Regions from separate parts of the Mus musculus genome. Here regions 1, 3, 4, 5, 6 and 7 are each linked to region 2. The links are chromatin contacts, called in public HiChIP or PLAC-seq and promoter capture Hi-C maps. All regions are on one chromosome and are shown on one strand. Each heading gives the region's core, a stretch centred on a gene start, on an enhancer-like site or on the middle of the called end of the contact. The rest is flanking DNA. Distances are from core to core; before and after follow the strand shown.

Region 1 (2,700 bases), core at 123-2,622, 800 kb before region 2:
TGAGGCTTTATTGGAGTGGGTGTGGCCTTGTTGAAGAAATTCAGAAGCTCCACCTAGGCTCAGTGACTTGCTCTTCCTTCTTGCTGCCTGAGGATGCAGAGGCAGAACTCTCCGCCCCTCTACAGCACCATGTCTGCCTGCTATGGTGCCTACTTCACCTTGCTTCCTGCCATGACCACATTGAACTAAACCTCTGTACTGTAAGCAAATGCCAATTAAATTTTCTAAGAGTTGCCATGCTCATGATGTCTCTTCATAGCAACGGGAACCCTAACTAAAACAAACAGTAATAAAATCTAATTTCATTCAAAGAGTTCCAGCATGGTGGCAGCTCTAACCTCAGTGCTCCCTTAGGCTTGTCTTTAAAACTGTATTAGATAGGAGATTATAGCATTAAGTATGTCATTGATGCATTTTTCAGCTTTTTTCCTGTTTTATATTTATGATGGGAGGGGTGATAAATGCCAATGCTTTTTGGAGTTAGTTCTCTTTCCATTATGCAGATTACAGTGGTCAGACTCAGATCTCTGGCTTGGCAAAAAGTGCCCTTACCTGCTGAGCCATCTCACCAGCCCCAGTTGATATATTTTTACATGTGCTCCAGCTGCGTACTCTCCACCTACATCGAGTTATAAGACATTTCTACCATCTAGCCGTGCTGAGGTAACTGATTTCTTTTTAACTATGTTCGTTTTTTACTTCTGGTTGAAAGAATTGACTGGAAGCGAAAAGCTTTCGTTCCTTTGTCTCTGTAAGCCAGTGGAGGTCAGAGGAGTCGGGTTACCCTGGTGTTGGAGCTATAAGCGGTTGTAGCTTGGTGCATATCCCCAGATAGATGCAGTCTTTTGCTGCATCCTGTTCCTACCAGCCCAGCTGGTGTCATCTGGCTAGGCACTCATGTCCCTATGACATTTTGTGCGACACTACGTTTATGGAGCACTGGAGACATAGGAGCAGATCACATGAAGACCCTCTCTCCTCCAGTACTTGGCTAGAAGATCTGCTTTGCCTGAGGAATGGAACGGAATCTAAGAACTGCAGTTTTCTGGGTATCTGGACTTCCCCTGAAAAGTGTTCTAGACTAAGCAGGAAGAAACAATCTCCCTAATGCACCTGCAGGAAATCAGAAGAGACCTCAAGCAAGGCCTGCGGGGCACCAGCCGCTAGACCAGCCGCTCCGGAACATCAGGACTCATCCACTGGCCCTGCGACCGGCCTAGCTCAGCTCCGCCCAGGCATCCCCAGCCCAGCCAACAGCCGTACTTCCAACTCTATCACAGTCTGGCTCTGCCAGGCCAATGACTGCGCTTCCGATCCCGCCCCTCCTCCCCACGCCTGACCAATAGCTGCGTGGCTGGCTTCGTCCCGCCCCCTTCATCTGCGAGGGCTCTGCACAGTCGAACGCGGTCAACCTGTTGCCTAGTCTGGTTTCTCTTGGTAAGTTTGCAGCCTGGGCGTCGGTGCTCAGGACTCTGTGTTCACTGAGATCCTTCAGGGAGGGAACCTTGGCTAGGGCCAGTTACGCCTGGGAGTCCGCATGGGCGCCCTGGGCCTGGGCGCGTGGGGTCGGAGAGGCTCCTGAACTAGGGGAGAATGAGGTCGGCCACACACGGATTCGCGACCCCGGCAGTTCCTTGATCCGCATCCAGCACCTTTAGCAAGCAGGTAGGTGGTGCCGAGAGTTTGCCCAGGCTGGACAGAAAGAACCTCGGAGTGCCCCCTGCTTCTCCCAGGCCCTGGTGACTCGAGCGAGGCCTGGCTACGAGCAACGACCTGTGGCAGCCGCGCCAGGGAGTAGGCCTGCCAGTCCGGGCTACGGCCTGATCCTGGATCTGGGCAGTTGCAGGCAATAACATCTGTTCAAAACAGCCTCCCTGCACTTGGAGACCTGAGTCCCGACAGGAATCTAGTCCGAGGCCAGGAGACTTGTCCCTCGGGAGTGTGGATATTTATTTCCACGACCCGGACAGAAGCTCTGTGGAAGTCAGGTCGGAAGCTTTGCTGTGTCCAGGACACTCTTGCCACCTCCCTTTCTGTTATAAGAAAGGGTCTGATATAAGAAAGAAGTTTGAGGAAAAGGATGAAATCAAAAGAAAGCAGAAAACAATGTTCTTTGGATACCGGGAAGCTTCAAAAACTTGAAGGGCATTCAGCCTCGATCTCAGAACTCAGGTGAATGTCAGTAAGGGCAGCATTGATGCCAGTTGTGTCTGAGAGACTTTTATGTCTTCAAAGAGCCTAAATGCTGCATCTTCTCACCCTATAGTCACATCCCCAGGCAGTGACCTTGGTGTAAAGAGGGGCTTTGTGGTTTTCCTGCTGCAGGGACCTCTATGCTGTTAGGTCATGGCAACAAGTCTGGGTACAAATTCCACACTGCAGGTCAGCCGTGTAGCTTGGTATCACTTCCTCTCTTGTGATTGTGTTAAAGGACATAAGTAAAAGGACCTCAGGCTGCCTCTGTTAACAGAGAACCTTCGAGAAATGAATAACTGTGAGCTTCCTCTGCTTTTGGTGGGGCTCCATGCCACTCCCCGCCCCCAGGCTGCATTCAGAGTTGTGGTTGGACTGCAGAAAACCAATAATTTGACTCCCTCATCGTCACATCTTTCTAGGTGACCTGGGAAAGGGGGAGGAAGGGTTTCATCAGGCTGGCCTCTACAGAGGCCTCATTTTTCATCCCCTGAAGGCTCAACAGAC
Region 2 (2,700 bases), core at 91-2,590:
AAGCTTCCACTTAATAAACGTGGATTGAAAGTATGGCAAATCAACCTCAGGTTCCTCATTTACGTGCTCTTCAAAGATATCCCCTGGCTGAATCTGCCGGCTATCTTTTGAGAACCGTGACCCTAATTTTTTTCTTCCCACTGTCCCAGGGCCATTTACCGCAGGGACAGAGCCGGCTCTGACAAATTGTCATTTGTCCACCGCTTCCTCTTACAGGAATCCTCCACTTGCTTACCGTAACCCCTGGCCTCTGCTCTCAGGAAGAATCGTTTCTAATGCCCTGGTTTTCCAGACTCTTGGGACTAAAGCGCGCGCAGCATTGAGAAGCCTCGTGCTGAGCTTGCCACTGAAGCACAGTGGCTATCTGTCCAGTGGCTGTTCCAAATCTGCCCCTGTCGGGACTCCACCATTCTGCTGCCTCCCAGGGCGCACTCGGAGATAAAGCTGGGTGCAGAGTAAGCGCTCTAATACACGAGTGGCCAGGCCGTCTTTTGAAAGCACCTGCCTAGCTCGGTCTCCAGCGACCTCAGGCACAAGCTCCGGAAGGGACAAGAAACCCGGGAGGGGGAAGTGCGCCGAGCACCGCGCGCTCTTAAACTCTGAAACCCAAAGGGAACTGGGTTCGCCGCGGGTTGGAGATGTGGTCCCCGCCCGGGGAGCCAGAGTGCGCACAACAGTCCGACCCTCCCCTAAGCTCTACAGGCCTGCACCTGCTATCTCGCTTCACCTCTCCAGGGAGTTCGGGGACACCCTGCTCTGGGGATGGGGGCAATTTCCTGCCACTGCACTTAGTGTCGACCTCAGAAAAGATCTTAAGGGGTCAGAGCCGCAGCATGAGCTCCAGGCCACAACTTTCTACCCGGGGAAAAGGAGTGGGCTGGGGCGCCCGCCTGCGCTGCTTCTGGGGCAGCCCGCATATCTAAGCCCACCTTGTGGCTTGGGTGGCAAAAGGGGACAGGGAAGAGTCAGGGACCGGACCAGGCTGGCCACGGGCCACTGAGGGAAAACTTTGAGCTGGGTAGAGGGAAAGAGGACCACCAGCACCTTGCGCCCGCATCCTGTGCCAGTACCCGGCTCTTCGAGCCCCGCGCCCTGTGTCTTGCCTGTCTCCCGGACCATCTGCATCCGCTCTCGCCGCAGGGGTTGGAAAGTGGGGGCGCCGCTGCGGGGGTGGGGGTGCTCCAGCGTGCTTGGCCAGTGATCCGCGGGACCCGCTCGCTTGGGCCGGCCTGGGCGGCGACAGTGCGGTTGAGGGCGGGCGCCCCGCCCACCTGGCCCCTCCGCCCCGCCTCCCCGAGCTCTGCCTTTATCTGCCGATCCTTGACCAACCCACCCGCCACCCTGCAGTTCTCTCCCCACCCCTCTTCTCTTGCCTTTCTTTCCCTTCTCCCCCTCCCTCCCCTCTAGGGGGCGGAGCTTCTCCCCTCCCTTCAAGACAGACAATGCTGTGGCTTCGCGTCGCCTCCTCCCTTCATCTCTACCCCCCCCCTCCCCGCGTACCCCCACCCCACCTCGCGCGGGCTGCCAGCGTTTCTTCTCAGCAGGCCAGAGTGCATGAGGAGGAGGAGGCGGAGAGCGTGGGTGGAGGGAATAAGGTGCTGCCTCTCACCCCATCGCGCCTGCCCTCTCCAAGCCACGCCGAGATTTAGCCCAAGCTCTTCAGTTCGCCTGGCTCTGTGACAGTCACTCCCAGGGAGCAGCCCGCCTAGAGAATGCAGATTTCCTAGCAGAGGATGTGCAGTTGGTGGAGTTGGGTGGTGGTTCTTTCTAACACCCGGGTTTGTTCCCAAAAGGGTTTGAGTTGCCAAAGGGCTAAGTGGGCCCCTTCGACTCGGCAGGCCGGCAGACGTGACGGCAATGTGAAGGAAGTCAAGTTTCTTTGTCCATTCCTCACCTCCTCCTCCTCTCCATCCTTAGACCTCCGAGGAACTCTAGTGTATAGGAGGGAGCACCCAGCTACGGATTCTATACCCTCTAACCATAATTCTTCGTTTACATATGCCCGACCTTGCAGTTGGTCCCCAAACCAAAGGGGAAGGGAATCTAACGGTTAAAGAAAGGGCAGCCAAGCCTCCAAAGTGCATCCCATCTGCCTGGAAGCCAGATATTCTCTTTTAAACTCATTGTTTGGATCTTGGAATGTGTCTCCCATAGAAACAATGTTATAAACGGCTATCCGTTCCCAGACCAGCCAGCCTCAAATGTGCGGAGGCCAAAGCGCAGCTGCGGGGTGGTGCTGGAAATGTCCCACAACACTGAACAAGAAGGCTACTGATCGGCTTTTTCTACTGTGAAAGGGGAGGGGGGTGTTAGGGAGATAAATGCATCTAGTTCTTTCCCCTTGAGCTATAAACACAAACCGGGTCCATTAATTTCTTTCACTGGAGCCATTACTGTGTTTCAGGTAAGCTGCTTTCCTTCGCAGCCTTTCTCAAGCTAGATTTGCAGGGTGAGCTGAGGAACTCTCCAGGAAACCTTCTCCAAGGGAATCTTTCTTCTCTTCTAACCTGGCCTTCCGTGACCTCAGAAACAGGACAAAGGGCAGCCATGACTCCTAACAGCAGGGCTCTGGTTTTGCTATTGAAGAAGTCTGTGAGATGCTGCTAGAATTCTTCAGTTCTAGCCCAGCCTCTCAGGAGAGCCGCTCCCTGGCTCCCCTGGCTCGCGTTGAGTCAAATGGTCATCTTATAACCAATCATC
Region 3 (2,700 bases), core at 67-2,566, 790 kb after region 2:
GGCTGTAACGCCAACTCCAGGAAATACAAAGCATTTGGCCACTGAGCGCACAGGAATTCACATACTCAAGCCCACAAAAACACACACACACACACACACACACACACACACACCTTAAAACAATACTAGGTCGTTTTTTTGTTGGTTTTTTTTTTTTTTTTTGAGACTGGATTTCTCTGTGTAGCCCATCAAACAAACTAATTAACAAAAAGAGTACCTTTTAGAACTAAAGATACAGTATGTCTCCTTGGTAACAAAAAGGATCATCTAACAAAACACATTATAAAAAGGACATTCAAATGGTTGTATCAGAACATGAAGCAAGCTGAGTGTGGTGAAGCAAACCTGTAATCCCACCACTTGGGAGGCAGGAAAGTGTTTGCTTCAGCGGGCCATCAGCAAGCACCAGTATGTATACTGGGCTTAAGCTGGCCATGTACCTTGTAGTAAGTTCTCTTTTCTTACAGTAGACAGATTTTTCCCACTGGGATCCAGAGAATAAGACTGCCTACCTGCAAGCCATACTATGTGTAAGAGATCTTTCTTATCTCCCTTTTCTCTTACTGAGGAAGTTGGATTTATGAAGAAAGTGGGGAGCTGGGAAGAGAGTCAGACATAAGAGATACGAATGTGAAAGGTTGGATAAATTCTGTAAGACTAGTGAGGCTCTTCCCCCGCCCCCCAAGAATCCTCGGGAAAGCACCCTCCTGAGTGGGAGTATCAAGAATGGAATTCTTGGGAAGAGAATTTGGCGCAGAAGGTAGAATAGAAAGTTGGGGAATGAAAGGTAGAGGCGAGTACTGTACCCGTAAGCCAAGGATGCGGCAGGATCCCGGTGGGAAGGCCTCAGTGATAGGAAGACCTGAGTGGTAGCAATAAGGGCTGGGGAGCGGGATTCAAAGAGCCAAGAATGGGGCACAGGAGGGAGTGATTATCCGGGTGGTGGTGCGCGCTGCCCAAGGCCAGCAACCAGACTCACTTTCTCCGCTGGACTTGCACTGCTTTGAACACATCTTCTCGCTTCAGCACCACGAAGTCACCGTCATGGATGCAGTGGTCCCCGAGAGGCGGGGGCGGTGAGCTCGGCTGCTCCGCAGCTGATGCCTCCATGGAAGCCAGGTAAATTTCAACCTCCGTTTTTGCTCCAGCCGCTAGGAGCCCGGCACGACCAGGAGGGACCTGCGTCTCCGCCGGCACCGCCCCCACGTGCTGCACGCCGCTTCCGCTTTCCGGTCCGGACCTCGGGACGGCTTCCGGAAGCCTGGCGACTTCCGTCTCTCTGAACTCTTTGATTGGCTACACTTCATCCCGCCCCCTAGTCGCGTGGCTTCCTTAAGCAGAAGCGCGTCATAGACGCGCCAAAAAAGAACTTCAAGCGAGGTCCGAGTTTGCCTTCTGGGCTTGTGCTCGGCCTTCCCCGCCCTGCGTCTGGCGTTCTGGCGCGCAGTGACGCGGGCACCGGGCGGCTCCGGAGACGGAGTGTCCGCGGAGCCCTGCGTGAGAGTGTATACGGCTTACGGCTCTGTCGCAGGCTCCGGGGCTCCTGAAAGCAGGACGCGAGGAAGACGGGGAGTCAGGGATTGCGTACGACTTTTCTCAGGCTGCTTCCCTATGTAGATGTTGGAATCGCCACCGTTCTCAGTATGTTATCCTGTTGGATCGATGTGGAACGTAGTGTTGCGATGGAATGTCTCATCCTGAGGATCCTGAAGACTTGAGCTTTTATCACAGGGCTATCACAAGCAACCTTGATTATTATTAGTTTGCATACTTGCGAATCTTTTATTTATTAAAACCTCTTAGGGTTAGAACAGGTTCTCCTAATGAATTACAGCACAGCGTATGAATCTATCAATAGTTTGTATCTGTGGGATAGGAATTTTTAAGTGGAGTTACTTTCTTTTGGAACAGTTTTAGGACAGCCTGCCACAGAAAGTAATACAGCGAAGATTGGGCTATGTTATTTCCCTAGTATCGTACTGGTGAGGATTATTTTCAGCCAATACTGCCCAATATTAGTTCCACACAGAAAACCGGTTCAAGTTAACTCCTTGATTTCTCTCTTGGTGGTTTGTTGAAAACTGGTATTGAATAAATGTCTATGGTGTACCTTAATCATGATGGAGATTAAAAGAATTAACTATACAACACATAAGGTTTATACTGCAGCATGGAACTTTGCAAGCCTAAGTGCTGGTCTTAAACACAGTACATTAATCCCCCCCTTACTATGTTAATACATTTTTTAGGAGTGCTCTTGACTTGTGGAAGACATGAGTGGTGCTTATAGAGGCAGAGGTTTTGGACGAGGAAGATTCCAAAGCTGGAAAAGAGGAAGAGGTGGTGGGAACTTCTCAGGAAGGTGGAGAGAAAGAGAAAACAGAGTTGACCTGAATGAAGCTTCAGGAAAGCACGCTTCTGGTACGTGCACGCAGGGATCGATATGTTTTCTCTCGGGAAAGAGACAATTCAAGGGCCGGTAGATGCCAGAGTAGGTAAGGGGGACTGCTGCCAAGTGAGGACCCTCAGGTCCCTGGAACCTACATGGTGGAAGGAGAAAACTGACTCCATAAGCTGCCCTCTGACCTCCACATATGCACTATGGCATGTGTGGGCCTACTAGTGTGCACAGGCAACATAATGTAAAAAGAAAAAAAAAATACAAGGAATGGAAATAATGATAATGCCTATTAATAATAA
Region 4 (2,700 bases), core at 101-2,600, 820 kb after region 2:
CAGTTGACCCATCCATCCCAAAATGGGCCGATCAGACCACTGTATACAAGGGGATGACTAAGGCTAAGACTATATACAAGGGGATGTAACTCTAATTATGAACAGAAACTGACTTTGTTTTTGTTTTCGAGACAGATTTTCTCTGTGTAGCCCTTGCTGACCTGGAATTTACAGATATCTATCAGCCTCTGCCTCCCAAGTGCTGGGATTAAAGGCATGCACCACGGCCACCTGGATTTATCTTTTTACTTCTTTTTCTCTTTGTTTCATACCACTGCTTAGATTTTTCTTCTCTTTTCCTCTTCTTTCCTTTTCTTCATTTTTCTTTCTTCCTTTTTTAATTAAAAAGAAAAGTCTAGGCCTCTCGCAAAAACCAAAACAAAATAAAGATGATCTTGATAAAAAGCTCCTTAAGACTACAATCCTTAGCCGGGCGTGGTGGTGCACGCCTTTAATCCCAGCATTCGGGAGGCAGAGGCAGGCGGATTTCTGAGTTCGAGGCCAGCCTGGTCTACAGAGTGAGTTCCAGGACAGCCAGAGCTACACAAAGAAACCCTGTCTTGGAAAAAAAAAAAAAAAAGACTACAATCGTCAAATGTGATGTGGGCTTTACGAACAACTTCCAGGTGAGTGTGTGCCATCACAGACTGGGCTGAAGAACAGTGGAAAGACTGCAAGACATCACCACGTGGTGACCTTTCACTGGTTTGGTTCTTGCCCGACCTGGATTCAAGGCCCTGGGTTCAAGCTCAAATCTATAACAAAATGGTAGGTTAGGTAAGGTTATAACAGTGAACTGATTTGTTTCTAATTCAGACTTAGAATAAGCAGGTTTCTCCTGTCCACGGGCTTCTGTACCTGTAAAAGTAAAGGCAAATACAGAAGGCATGTTAGAGTTGTTGAGAGGATAAATAATGACACTATAACGCATACAGTAAGCACTTCCCAAGTAAACAATTAGTGATTGCTATTATTGACATTTCCCTTTGCTCTATTCATATGCATTTAGTGCTAAGGAAGCAGAGTAGGTACTTAACTACTTTGATGCCAACACTAATGCTTTACATCTCCAGTGATAATACAGAGCCATGCACACCAGCGGGCCACTTGGCATCAGGCAGGCCTGATATAAGTGGCTTCCTGTGGCCACGTGGCACTCGCTCTTGGTCTTCCCTACCTGTCATTCTTCTTAGCCTGCAGGCACTAGCGGCTCTACTCACTAGTCAGGTCTTCCTAACCTGCGGGCCTTAGCTGTTCGTGCTCGCCGCTGCCGCGCGGGGGCGCCGGTGAGCAGAGCGGCTGGGTGTCGTGAAAACGTCGTGAAAGCTGACTCCCTTGGCGGTTCAGGCCACCTGTATAAGCGGAAAGTGCCAGAGTGTAGAAATTAGTATGGAGCTGTCCATACGGCCTCGGCACCGCTCGACTTCTCTAGAGAAGCTGGCAGCCGGTGCCAGGGGCGTCTGAGTTCTCGACTCTTGGACTCCGTGGAGGCCACACGGCCATGTTGGCTTGGCGCGTGGCGCGCGGCGCGTGGGGCCCTCTTCGCGTGGCCCTCCGGCCTCCGGGGGCGCGGCTCGGCAGGGGCGGCTCCCGCAGGGCCCTGCTGCCGCCCGCGGCCTGCTGCCTCGGCTGCCTGGCTGAGCGCTGGCGGCTGCGGCCGGCCGCGTTCGCCTTGCGGCTGCCCGGCGCCGGCCCGCGGACCCACTGCTCGGGCGCGGGGAAGGCAGCCCCGGAGCCCGCCGCCGGAGGAGGAGGTGCCGCCGCGCAGGCCCCCAGCGCCCGATGGGTCCCGGCGAGCGCCGCCAGCTCGGTACGTGCGAGGGAGGGTCGGCGGGACGCAGGTGACGGGCTCGGCGCTCTGTCGCGACACTCACCCGGTGTTCTGGGAAGTTACGGGCAGCCAGGGCGTTCGATCTTGGTGAACTTCAGGGGTCCCCCGCCGGGTACAGTCTCTGGCCAAGTTGAAACCCACTGTAATCCCCTTGTGTGCACACCCGTTGCTGGGAGGTGTGTCTACACGTTGCATAGGTAAAAACAACCATCGCTCGTCTAGTTAATCTGTTTTTAATTTTTTGAAGTGAATCTTCAGGGTTAAGTTCGGCGGAACCATAAGAACGGCCCTTCTGTCCGTTTGTGCAGATTACATCATCCTTTGGTCTTTAGCAGTATCACGGAGGATAATTATCTGGCTTAGGTTGTAATGAAAAGATCTTTCAACTTTGTATTATAGAAAGCTTCAGACTATTCTTGACGTAACAGAAGGATTTGTTCACCTTGCCTGGTAAGATAACTTCCCAAGCAGGTGACACCAGAGCATGAGTGTGGCCCAGCTTTTGATGTCATGTTAGCAAGTCCATGCAATTATTACATCTTCAATTGTTAGGTCTTCAGCGGCCACTGTACTGCCCTGCTCTCCTCAGTTACACAGCATGGGCTGAGGTGGCCACACCCCGGCAGGGGTCACAGCTTCAGGCCTAGCTTTAAAACTCTTGGAGATTGAACGCCGCCGGATGCTTTGAAGTTGCCCTCAACCTGGCTGAAGCCCTTCCCAGCACAGTTGGCCGAGTATGCCACAGGTTATCTGGTTGGGTAATTTGAGATTAAGCTTTGTCGACTTTCACAAATGTCCAAATGTAATAACTAGATATTAATGAGCTTTTTGTAGGGTTTTGTTTTTCGAGACAGCTCTTCTCTGTGTAA
Region 5 (2,700 bases), core at 41-2,540, 770 kb before region 2:
AGAGCAGTCCTACTCTGTTATGGGCATTCCTGATTTTTGTTAGATCCAGTGTGTGTGTGTGTGTGTGTGTGTGTGTGTGTGTGTGTGTTCCTGCGGAAGCTGGAATTTCAAGTTAGGAAATAAGGTTTCCAGAGTTAATTCTACACTGTGGGGTACTAGTTTGGAGCAAGTATGGGAGTGTTTTTCAGCATTCACAAGAGAAGCTCAGGCCGGAACTATTAGTGAGGGAGTAAGTTAGAAGGTAAGAGGGCTGTTATTCAAGGGACATTATCTCCTCCCAAGAAAGGTACTTAGGAAATTGTGAGAAAGCCTCAGTCACTTAAAATTGAGGGACTGAGGGAATGCTTCAGGGGTATATCTGGGTGGGATATCAAGGGTTAGGGCACTTGGGAAGGGCAAACGATTTAAAAAAAAAATCCATCTTCTGTAAAAACCCAGGGGTCTGGAGCTATGGTTCAGTGATTAAGAGCATTTGCTGTTCTTGCAGAGGTCTGGGTTAGATTCCTGGGATCCATATGGGGAAATCCCTCGATTTCTTCTGCCCTCAGCGACCATCAGGCACACACCAGGGTCACAGACATACATGCATGAAAAATGCTCAAACACATTAAAGAAAAACAAACAAACAAAAACCCCAACAACAACAACAACCCCAACCAACCTAACTTCCAAGCCTTCATACTGCCTTCTTCAGGAAGGGGAGTAGGTGAAGGATTTAGAATCCACCTCCTCCCGCCAGTTGTCATGGAGACAAACCTCAGTCTTTTCATTCCTTCTGGTACTGGGAATGAAGTCATAGCACAAAGGAAGAGACGGTGCTTGTACTTTGTGGACTGTAGTGTGGCTCCTACTGCAGCTATAGAACCAGACCCGGGGACAAAGGCTAAGGTTAGTCGCAGCTCAGAGTCCTTCCTTCTGTTAACACTTCTCAGTAGCTTCGGGGGCTCTATTGGGCGGGAGGAAGGAGTGATTCGTGAACAGAGAAGAGATAGTAGACTCCCTGGAGTTCTAGGGAATAGGGGAGCAGCTTGGCCACCGCTCTCGCGGATGCACAAGAGAGGGCGCCCCTCACTCAAATCCTTTGGGCCCCTCCACGATCGCTCCCAGCCTGCGCTGACCCCGCCTTCATCCGTCCAGAGTGCCTGTCGTTGGATGGTGGCGCGGTCTCTTCGGCTGGAGTCTGGGAGCCTATTGGACAAGACCTCTGGAACCCGCCCCTAGCCAGCTCGGATTGGCTAGCTGCACGTTGGCGCAACGGAAAAGGCGGCAGCCGGCGTGCGCCTGCGCTCCAGCGGGCTGCGCGGAGGCGGCAAGGCGGCGCTGGGGGGCTGGCTCGGGCGGCAGCGGCGGCTGTTGCGGATGGGAGCGGGCCGGTTTGGCGCGCCTATGGAGCGCCAGGGCAGGGCTGCCGCCACCTCAGCCGCGGTCGGCGAGTCTGCGGACTCGGAAGCGCGGAGGCGGGACCCGCTGAGGCGCCGGGCGAGTAGCGCGGCGCCGTCGGGGTCCGGGGAGGCGGAGAGTGTGAGACGGGAGCGGCCCGGCTCTCTAGGCGGCTCCACCTCGGCCGGCCGCCCGCGCGCCGAAGGCCTCCGGAAGAGGCGGCCGCGTAAGTGCCCCGGCACGGCCGTCGTTGTTTGCGCGCCGGCGGTGCCCGCGCGAGGGCTCCCCGCCACTTCCTCCCTGTCCCCTGGGGTGTTCTTTTCCTGAGACTCCCTCTTTTTTTCTTGAGAAGGCTCCTCCTCTCCCAAGTCCCTTTGAATCATCCATCGCGCTCACAACTGAAGCCTTTTCTATGGTGATTAATTTGGAGGTTGCTAGAAAATGCCCCTGAGGCGCAGCAGGCCCAAAACTCGACTCTGGGCTCGATACGCTTCTAAGCTTTGCTCGGTTTTCTTCCCGAGAGAATTCAGGTCATCTCGCATCCAGAGGTTTTCCCCCGTTTCCCTTCCGTTAGTTCACGGGAATTCCGGTTTCAGCCATAGCATTCTGGGCAGTAAAGCCTTTTCTTTGGAAGGGAGTCGACCTGTTCCTCAGTTACTCTTAAGCCTAGGGAGTTACTCTTTTCAGAGAATCGGGTTCTCATTTTATTACCAATTTGTGTTTCTTGTCTTGTGTGTTTTCTCCCCTTTAAAGCCTTTAGGGCTGTTGTCTAGCATCCACGACTACTGCTGAAAGTGTCAATTGTCCTAATACTGTAATAGGAACTTTTCAGCATAGCTGTCTGTGTTTTACATGTGGTTAAGACCTGGATATCAGATTACGGTATGAGGAAGGTAAATGCTGAGTGCAGGCAGGCTATGAGAATTACGGGAAGTGGCTTGATGTGTGAGGTCTGTTGGATAGTCCGCGCCCAGCCCTACCTGCTCACCCCCACCCCAGTTGCTTTTATCGATGATTTGAGCGATTGGATGTAGCTCTGTTTTGCCATGGAAGGTTTGGAGGATGTATGTATGTATGTATGTTTAGTACTTTATATCACTATATGTATATATTTTTTTTTTCTTTTCTCGACTTGTAAGAGATTTTATAATACCAGCCACTTGGGAGGTGGAGGCAGAGGAATATGAAATTTAAGACCCTGTCCTAAAAGAAAAAAGGAAAACGGATTTTCAAAGAGTTCCTGTTGTAGAATCGTTTGCTTGATAAATAACTTCCTTATTACACTTATTTATCGTGTGTGTCTGTATTGGTGTAGGTCAG
Region 6 (2,700 bases), core at 75-2,574, 850 kb after region 2:
CGGAGATGCGGTTGTGGTGCAGCGTGAGTACGCGCAGCTCGGGCAGGCGGCCGAGCACAGGCTCGCTAAGGGCGCGCAGCAGGTTGTGGCTGCCATCGAGGCTGCGCAGCGTGCGCGGCAGGCAGCTAGGCAGGCTCTCCAGGCTGCGGTTCGCCAAGTTCAGAGTGGTGACTCCCGCGGCGGGGAGTCCTACACAGAGAGAGTCGGTAGGGTGGCGGTCGAGGCTGTCCCAGTCTCCCTGCTGAGTGAGTCGGAAGAGGGGGATCCGGTCCTGGGAGATCCTTTCCAGGCTCTGGCTCTGCGCCATCAGCAGTTGTAGCAGGAGCTGCAGCAGCTGCAGCATCAGCGTCCACCGCATGTCAAGTCTCTAGGGAAAGACTACAGAGGGCCCATGGTTTCAGAGGAAGCCCCGAACGAAAGGCACACAAAGTTCCTGTAGTGTGTGTGTGTGTCCGGGGAGGAAGTAACCCCCACCCTCATCCCCACCCTCACCCTCGTCCCCACCCCCACCTCGTTTCTGTCAGTGAGCAGGTGGAGACGAGCGTTTTCCTCATCTCTGGTGCAAGATCCATCACACACCTGCTTGTCCTTGCTTTTCCAGCAGGAGTCTTCCCTGTCTTTTCCATGCCTGGCCTGACTCTTCCAAGACCCCCGCCCTCATGCTTCCGTGTGCTCCTTCTCTGAGTTTTCGAGAGAAGGTTGTTTTCTCTTCCTCTGTAACACCCCCCCCCCCACTTCCCCCACCCCAGGTTAAGCAGCTTCGTTCTAACCGTGAACACATCCAGACTAAACCTCTGCTGAGATTAAAAGTATGGACTCAAGGAAGATTTAGTTGTACCTAGAAACCATCATCTGGCTAACTTTTCATAATACAAGGGTCCTGCCACTTCTGGTGTCTCTTTCTTAAGAGAAGCTCAGGGTTGCCTTCAGAAGAAGATAGGAGCCCTAGACACCCGCAAGATTTGGGATCCTGGTCCCAGATAGGTTCTAACAGAAGCCAGCACTGGGTGTCAGCCCTTTGCAGGAGGGATTGATTGCCCAGCCCTGTTAGCTGTGCAGGGCAGGAAGTCACTGTCTGATAGCCCACATTACTGCAGATTCCCACCCTGGCTCCCTGCTGAACACTGATATGAACAGTGAGCCACCATTAAGGCTCCTAGGGCAAGGCTCCCCTCTTAGTAGGGAGTTAAAGTGATGAGAACGTTGCTGGGAATTGGAGCCAGGTGCTAATGTATCCTGTAGTATGCCATACTTACCAGGCAGCTGTCCCAGTGGGATGTGGCGCGCCCTTTTAGGTCCTCAGTCTTTGGAATACTGTAGGAACCAGTGACCTCCCGGGTCAGCTCTGAATGTCAGAGGGAAGAAGCCAGGTTCCCGGCTGCCCCTCCTCCAGCTCCATCCAGGAGGAGCTTGAGACACTCCTGCCCCGAAGCCCCTCCTTCCCCACCAAGAATTCTGTTGTTTTCTATCCCCCTTCCTCCCTCTCGCCTCAGGCCTCTCTTTCCATAGACCTGGCATTCCCAGCTCCAGCCCCACCCCCACTCCTCCCCGTCCTCTTTCTTTGCTAAACTTCTCCCAAGCTTGAGAAAAGAAGCCAGCAGGAAGAGCAGTACTCAGTAAAGCAGCACGCTCACCTCACAGGAATCTTAGTCTCCCTTCTAGGTGATTCCAGCCATCCCAGGCCCACCAGGACGACTGGGAGCATGCTGGGCTATTGTCCTCAGTTCTTTGTATATAGACCCTGGGACCAGAGCCTCCAGTTTTTCCCCCTGTCAGCGCTTATCTTTGGGCATCTCTGAGAAGTCCCAGGAACCTTTCAAACTGGTCTGATGAGATTACTAGTCCCTGGTGGTTTCATTTGATGTCCTCTTTATGCAGTGTCTCAAAGATAAGTGTTTCGGTCTAGGCTGGCTGAGACCTGGTTAGAAGCATTCCTCGGCCTGAGCCAGGTTAAGGGGAGTCTGCTCAGTGCTCTCTGTAGGGAAGCGGCCAGGAGGTCTGGGTCCTGGCCCTGGTGGTAGAAACCCGACACCACTGGTTGATCAGGGAGGGAGGGATGGGTGAGAGGGAGGTGTAGAAGACCAGGAAAAGATGGAAAAGGGAAGGGGATGGAGACTGGCTCCTGTGGCCCAGCCATGAAATCCTCAATGCTTTGGACAGAGTTGCATACCCAAGAATCAAAGCCTCAGACTTCTCTCAATATTAAATATGCTCTGTTCATCCTGGTCAAGCCATTGCCTCCACTGAAGTCAGCATGGGTAGCTGATTTCAGTTGGAGACACCAGATAAGAAGGACCAGAACCCATTAAAATATAAGTACCCTGTTTAGATAGACCACAAGGAGGAAAAGACGTTGTCTTAGTCAGGGTCACTGCTAGATCCCAGGTTCATAAGCATTCTCTCATCGAATCTTCTCAAGGTACTGCCCACAATCCCATGATAAGGAAACCAAAGTCCCGAGTTGACTGGGCTCTGGAGCAGATGATGGGTGAGCCATCTGGGTATTCTGAACCAAAAGGTGTTCTGTTGCTCTCAGTGGACCCAGTGTATTTCCTCGTAAGATAACCGTTCTTAGCTACTCAGATAAATCCATATCACTTAAGACACTAAAATATTTAGAAAGTCTCCTTTTGTCTATGAGCTGACTTCTTGGGCATAGTAGGATGAGGAAGTGCCACTGTATGGCACTTGGGAGCTTTT
Region 7 (2,700 bases), core at 160-2,659, 660 kb after region 2:
TATTTTATTTATTTATTTATTTATTTATTTATTTATTTGAGACAGCGTTTTACTATCTATCTATGGCTGGCCTGGAATAGATAACTATTTATTTATTTATTTATTTATTTATTTATTTATTTATTTATTTATTTATTTGAGACAGCGTTTTACTATCTATCTATGGCTGGCCTGGAATAGATAACTAGACTAGGATGGCCTTGAGTTCACAGAGAACAGCCTATTTCAGCCACTTGAGCAGTGGATTCTAAAGACATTTATCACCACAACTGGCTCAAGCACAACGCTTAAATATTTTAAAATATTTTCTGTGTGTATGCCTGGTGCCTTTGGAGGTTAGAAAAGGACAATGGGTTCTCTGGAACTGGGTTTAGAAAAGGATGTCAGCTGTCATGTAAACACTGGAAACTGAACCCAGGTCCTCTGGAAGAGCAGCCCATGTTCCTTACTGCTAAACCATCTCTCTAGCCCCTAAAGCAGTAATTTGAAAACATTCCTCTAACTTGCAGGACTCCTAATGTGTGGGGTCTCACCCAAAGGTAGGGATCTGGAGGGGCTGTAAATATACTGGACCCCTCAAGACTATGGTGGGGGAGAAAACCGTCCAATTAAACAGAATTGTTTTAGACTAGCTTTTTACAGTAGTAGGCCCAGTGGACAGAACCAAACTGGAATGGAATCTTTTGTGCTAAGTGCCACTTAAATGAACTTGAAACAAGCTTGCTTTCTCCATAGTTCTGCTCAACACAATCTCCTTTGTTTAAACCTATAAGGATAGTACCCTAGAACTTGGGCTTTTCATTCTCTTTCCATTTCTCCCATAAGAAAATATGGGACGTCTCCCCATAAGCAGATCCATGCTGCTCTAGAACTCTCCACTAGCTCTAGGCTGAGTTTGTTCTGGTTGTGTGCTTTCTTGAGAGGGGTGGAATTTGGGACCAAATTCCAGACACCGATTCACATGCTACGCCATATCCCCAGCCCCTCGAATTTTGTCTTTCAACAGTCAACCCTTTTGTTCTTTTGTGTGGTCCTGAAATTTTAGCCCGAATAGAATCCATGTAACAATATTAAATTATTCTTAATGCTGTCTGAGAGAATTTTGCTAGCCTAAAGCTCCTGATCGTCTTGCCTCACAACGTCCTCCCAAGGCCTCGGGTTCAGACTGTACTTCCAAGGCCAGTTTTCGTCTTATGTCCTTTTTAAGAGACTTTGCATGTTAACAGTTTCCCAGTTTCTTTGGAGTCGGACAAGGACACTTAGAGCAACTAAATATCCCAGATGACCGTCCTGCTGCAGGAGTTCAGGCAAATGCCCTCAGTTAAGATGGCCGCAGCTGACTTGCCTTGACCTTTTCTCGCCTCAGCAAAGACGGGTTCAACAACTTCCTTTTAAACTCTGCTTTTCCCATAACAAAGATGGAGCCAGCGCTTCCGGTTCCGGGCTCTTGCGGTCAGCCGGTGAGTGACACGGGGCTCTGAGAACCTCTGCCGGTTTTTCTGCCGTTCTGGAGGGCGGTGGGAAGGGAGCGGGGAAGCGAGGAGGGAGGGGGAGGAGCGGATGGTTTATTCCGCCGGTTTCCCTGGCACCTGCCCCGCCCCGCCCCTCCGCTCCAAGCTCCGCCCACTGCGCTCTTTTTACCTCGCTCTGGAATTAGTAGAGATCAGGATTAGTTCCAGTCAATTATTTATTTTGGTTTTGTTAAGGCTTTTATGGTTTTGGTTTGCATATATATATAGTCTCTCTACATAGCTATGGTTGTCCTGGAATTCACTATGTCGATCAGGCTGGCCTCGAACTTACAAATAGATCCTCCTTCCTATGCTGGCATTAAAGGCGTGGGCTACCAGGGGTCTATTATAATTTTAAACAGCAGTATTAGTAACTTGATGTTTCCATAAAAATCAAAAGTGTAAACTACAGTCTGTTTTGTACGTTAGCCTAATTGTGCACTTGTGATAACCCTGGACTGTTCTCATCACGCCAAGGAAAACTATTTATTGAGGAACACAGTCCAGAACCAGAGAGCTTCGCTCCGCCCACCACTTGCCCCTACCCCAGTCCTGGGCTATGACCAGAGTGCTGTCTGTCTCTAGGGTTGTTTAATTTGCATTGTATATAAACGGAATCAAAAAAGTATGTGGCTAGATTCTTGGGGCAGGGATTTGCAAAGCTTGTTTTGGGGACTTGAGAGAATTGCATTCCATGGATGACTTAACAATGCCTATCTTTATGGAATCGTATTGCATATTCTTATTTTTATGTTGAAAAGGACCTTCCTGTCTGTTTTCTGAATTTCTCCATCAATTGCCCATCAGTGTGATTCTACTTTGGGACTTACCTTTCTCTTTCACTTCTATGTCTTTGTGTCAATATTCTTGTCTTCATTCCAGGATCTCCATCACATCTGACTTGCACTATTTGTTTTGTTTTGTAGGGATAGTTTGGGCATTAGTAACATCATATTTTATTTTTTATTTTGTTATGTTTTATTTTAGTTTATTTTTAGGACAGGGTCTCACTATGTAGCTCTGGCTGGCCAGGAACTCACTATGTAGTTCAGTGGGCTCTAAACATACAGAGCTGGGCTTATGTCTGCTAGAACTAAAGGCATGGGCCACCACCCCTGCGAATAGCACCATCTTAAGATACTGGCTTCTGGTGCACGAACAAGGAAGGTCTTCCATTTCTTTAGTGCAT

Evidence for each region. Promoter capture Hi-C pulls out the DNA fragments that hold promoters and counts their contacts. HiChIP or PLAC-seq counts read pairs in DNA pulled down with a chosen protein or histone mark.
Region 1: a contact with region 2 is called in a promoter capture Hi-C map of hippocampal neurons, with 3 times the contacts expected there. The contact joins the promoter of Mavs here to the promoter of Rassf2 in region 2. A contact is called at or near these places in 1 of 39 promoter capture datasets (hippocampal neurons) and 1 of 115 datasets of contacts at active chromatin or transcription factors (bone marrow-derived macrophages).
Region 3: a promoter capture Hi-C map of pre-B cells shows a contact between it and region 2, with 2.5 times the contacts expected there. The contact joins the promoter of Mcm8 here to the promoter of Rassf2 in region 2. A contact is called at or near these places in 1 of 39 promoter capture datasets (pre-B cells), 1 of 484 Hi-C or Micro-C datasets (pre-B cells), 1 of 115 datasets of contacts at active chromatin or transcription factors (extraembryonic endoderm stem cells) and 1 of 9 other capture datasets (liver).
Region 4: a promoter capture Hi-C map of pre-B cells shows a contact between it and region 2, with 2.3 times the contacts expected there. The contact joins the promoter of Crls1 here to the promoter of Rassf2 in region 2. A contact is called at or near these places in 2 of 39 promoter capture datasets (the HPC-7 cell line and pre-B cells), 1 of 115 datasets of contacts at active chromatin or transcription factors (microglia) and 2 of 9 other capture datasets (embryonic stem cells and liver).
Region 5: a contact with region 2 is called in an H3K27ac HiChIP or PLAC-seq map of bone marrow-derived dendritic cells, with 2.6 times the contacts expected there. The contact joins the promoter of Pank2 here to the promoter of Rassf2 in region 2. A contact is called at or near these places in 3 of 39 promoter capture datasets (hippocampal neurons, liver and pre-B cells) and 3 of 115 datasets of contacts at active chromatin or transcription factors (bone marrow-derived dendritic cells, memory CD8 T cells and stem cell-derived neural progenitor cells).
Region 6: a promoter capture Hi-C map of pre-B cells shows a contact between it and region 2, with 2.9 times the contacts expected there. The contact joins the promoter of Lrrn4 here to the promoter of Rassf2 in region 2. A contact is called at or near these places in 1 of 39 promoter capture datasets (pre-B cells) and 1 of 484 Hi-C or Micro-C datasets (embryonic stem cells).
Region 7: a contact with region 2 is called in a promoter capture Hi-C map of pre-B cells, with 3 times the contacts expected there. The contact joins the promoter of Shld1 here to the promoter of Rassf2 in region 2. A contact is called at or near these places in 1 of 39 promoter capture datasets (pre-B cells), 1 of 484 Hi-C or Micro-C datasets (CD4 T cells) and 1 of 115 datasets of contacts at active chromatin or transcription factors (memory CD8 T cells).

What each region holds. Positions count from the first base shown.
Region 1 is chr2:131,232,691-131,235,390 of GRCm38.p6, forward strand. Mavs (mitochondrial antiviral signaling protein) reads left to right here and starts at 1,373. Exons shown (of 7, transcript NM_001206385.1): 1 at 1,373-1,437.
Region 2 is chr2:132,028,648-132,031,347 of GRCm38.p6, forward strand. Rassf2 (Ras association (RalGDS/AF-6) domain family member 2) reads right to left here and starts at 1,341. Exons shown (of 11, transcript NM_175445.4): 1 at 1,104-1,341. Gm31179 (a long non-coding RNA gene) reads left to right here and starts at 1,804. Exons shown (of 3, transcript XR_374996.3): 1 at 1,804-2,404.
Region 3 is chr2:132,814,825-132,817,524 of GRCm38.p6, forward strand. Mcm8 (minichromosome maintenance 8 homologous recombination repair factor) reads left to right here and starts at 1,317. Exons shown (of 19, transcript NM_001291054.1): 1 at 1,317-1,641; 2 at 2,250-2,421. The coding sequence starts at 2,274. Trmt6 (tRNA methyltransferase 6) reads right to left here and starts at 1,230. Exons shown (of 11, transcript NM_175113.3): 1 at 980-1,230. The coding sequence starts at 1,110.
Region 4 is chr2:132,845,316-132,848,015 of GRCm38.p6, forward strand. It overlaps Crls1 (cardiolipin synthase 1), which reads left to right and starts at 1,351. Exons shown (of 7, transcript NM_001024385.1): 1 at 1,351-1,810. The coding sequence starts at 1,502.
Region 5 is chr2:131,261,210-131,263,909 of GRCm38.p6, forward strand. Pank2 (pantothenate kinase 2) reads left to right here and starts at 1,291. Exons shown (of 7, transcript NM_153501.2): 1 at 1,291-1,606. The coding sequence starts at 1,360.
Region 6 is chr2:132,879,538-132,882,237 of GRCm38.p6, forward strand. It overlaps Lrrn4 (leucine rich repeat neuronal 4), which reads right to left and starts at 1,325. Exons shown (of 5, transcript NM_177303.4): 1 at 1,257-1,325; 2 at 1-378. The coding sequence starts at 358.
Region 7 is chr2:132,685,522-132,688,221 of GRCm38.p6, forward strand. It overlaps Shld1 (shieldin complex subunit 1), which reads left to right and starts at 1,410. Exons shown (of 3, transcript NM_001358260.1): 1 at 1,410-1,460.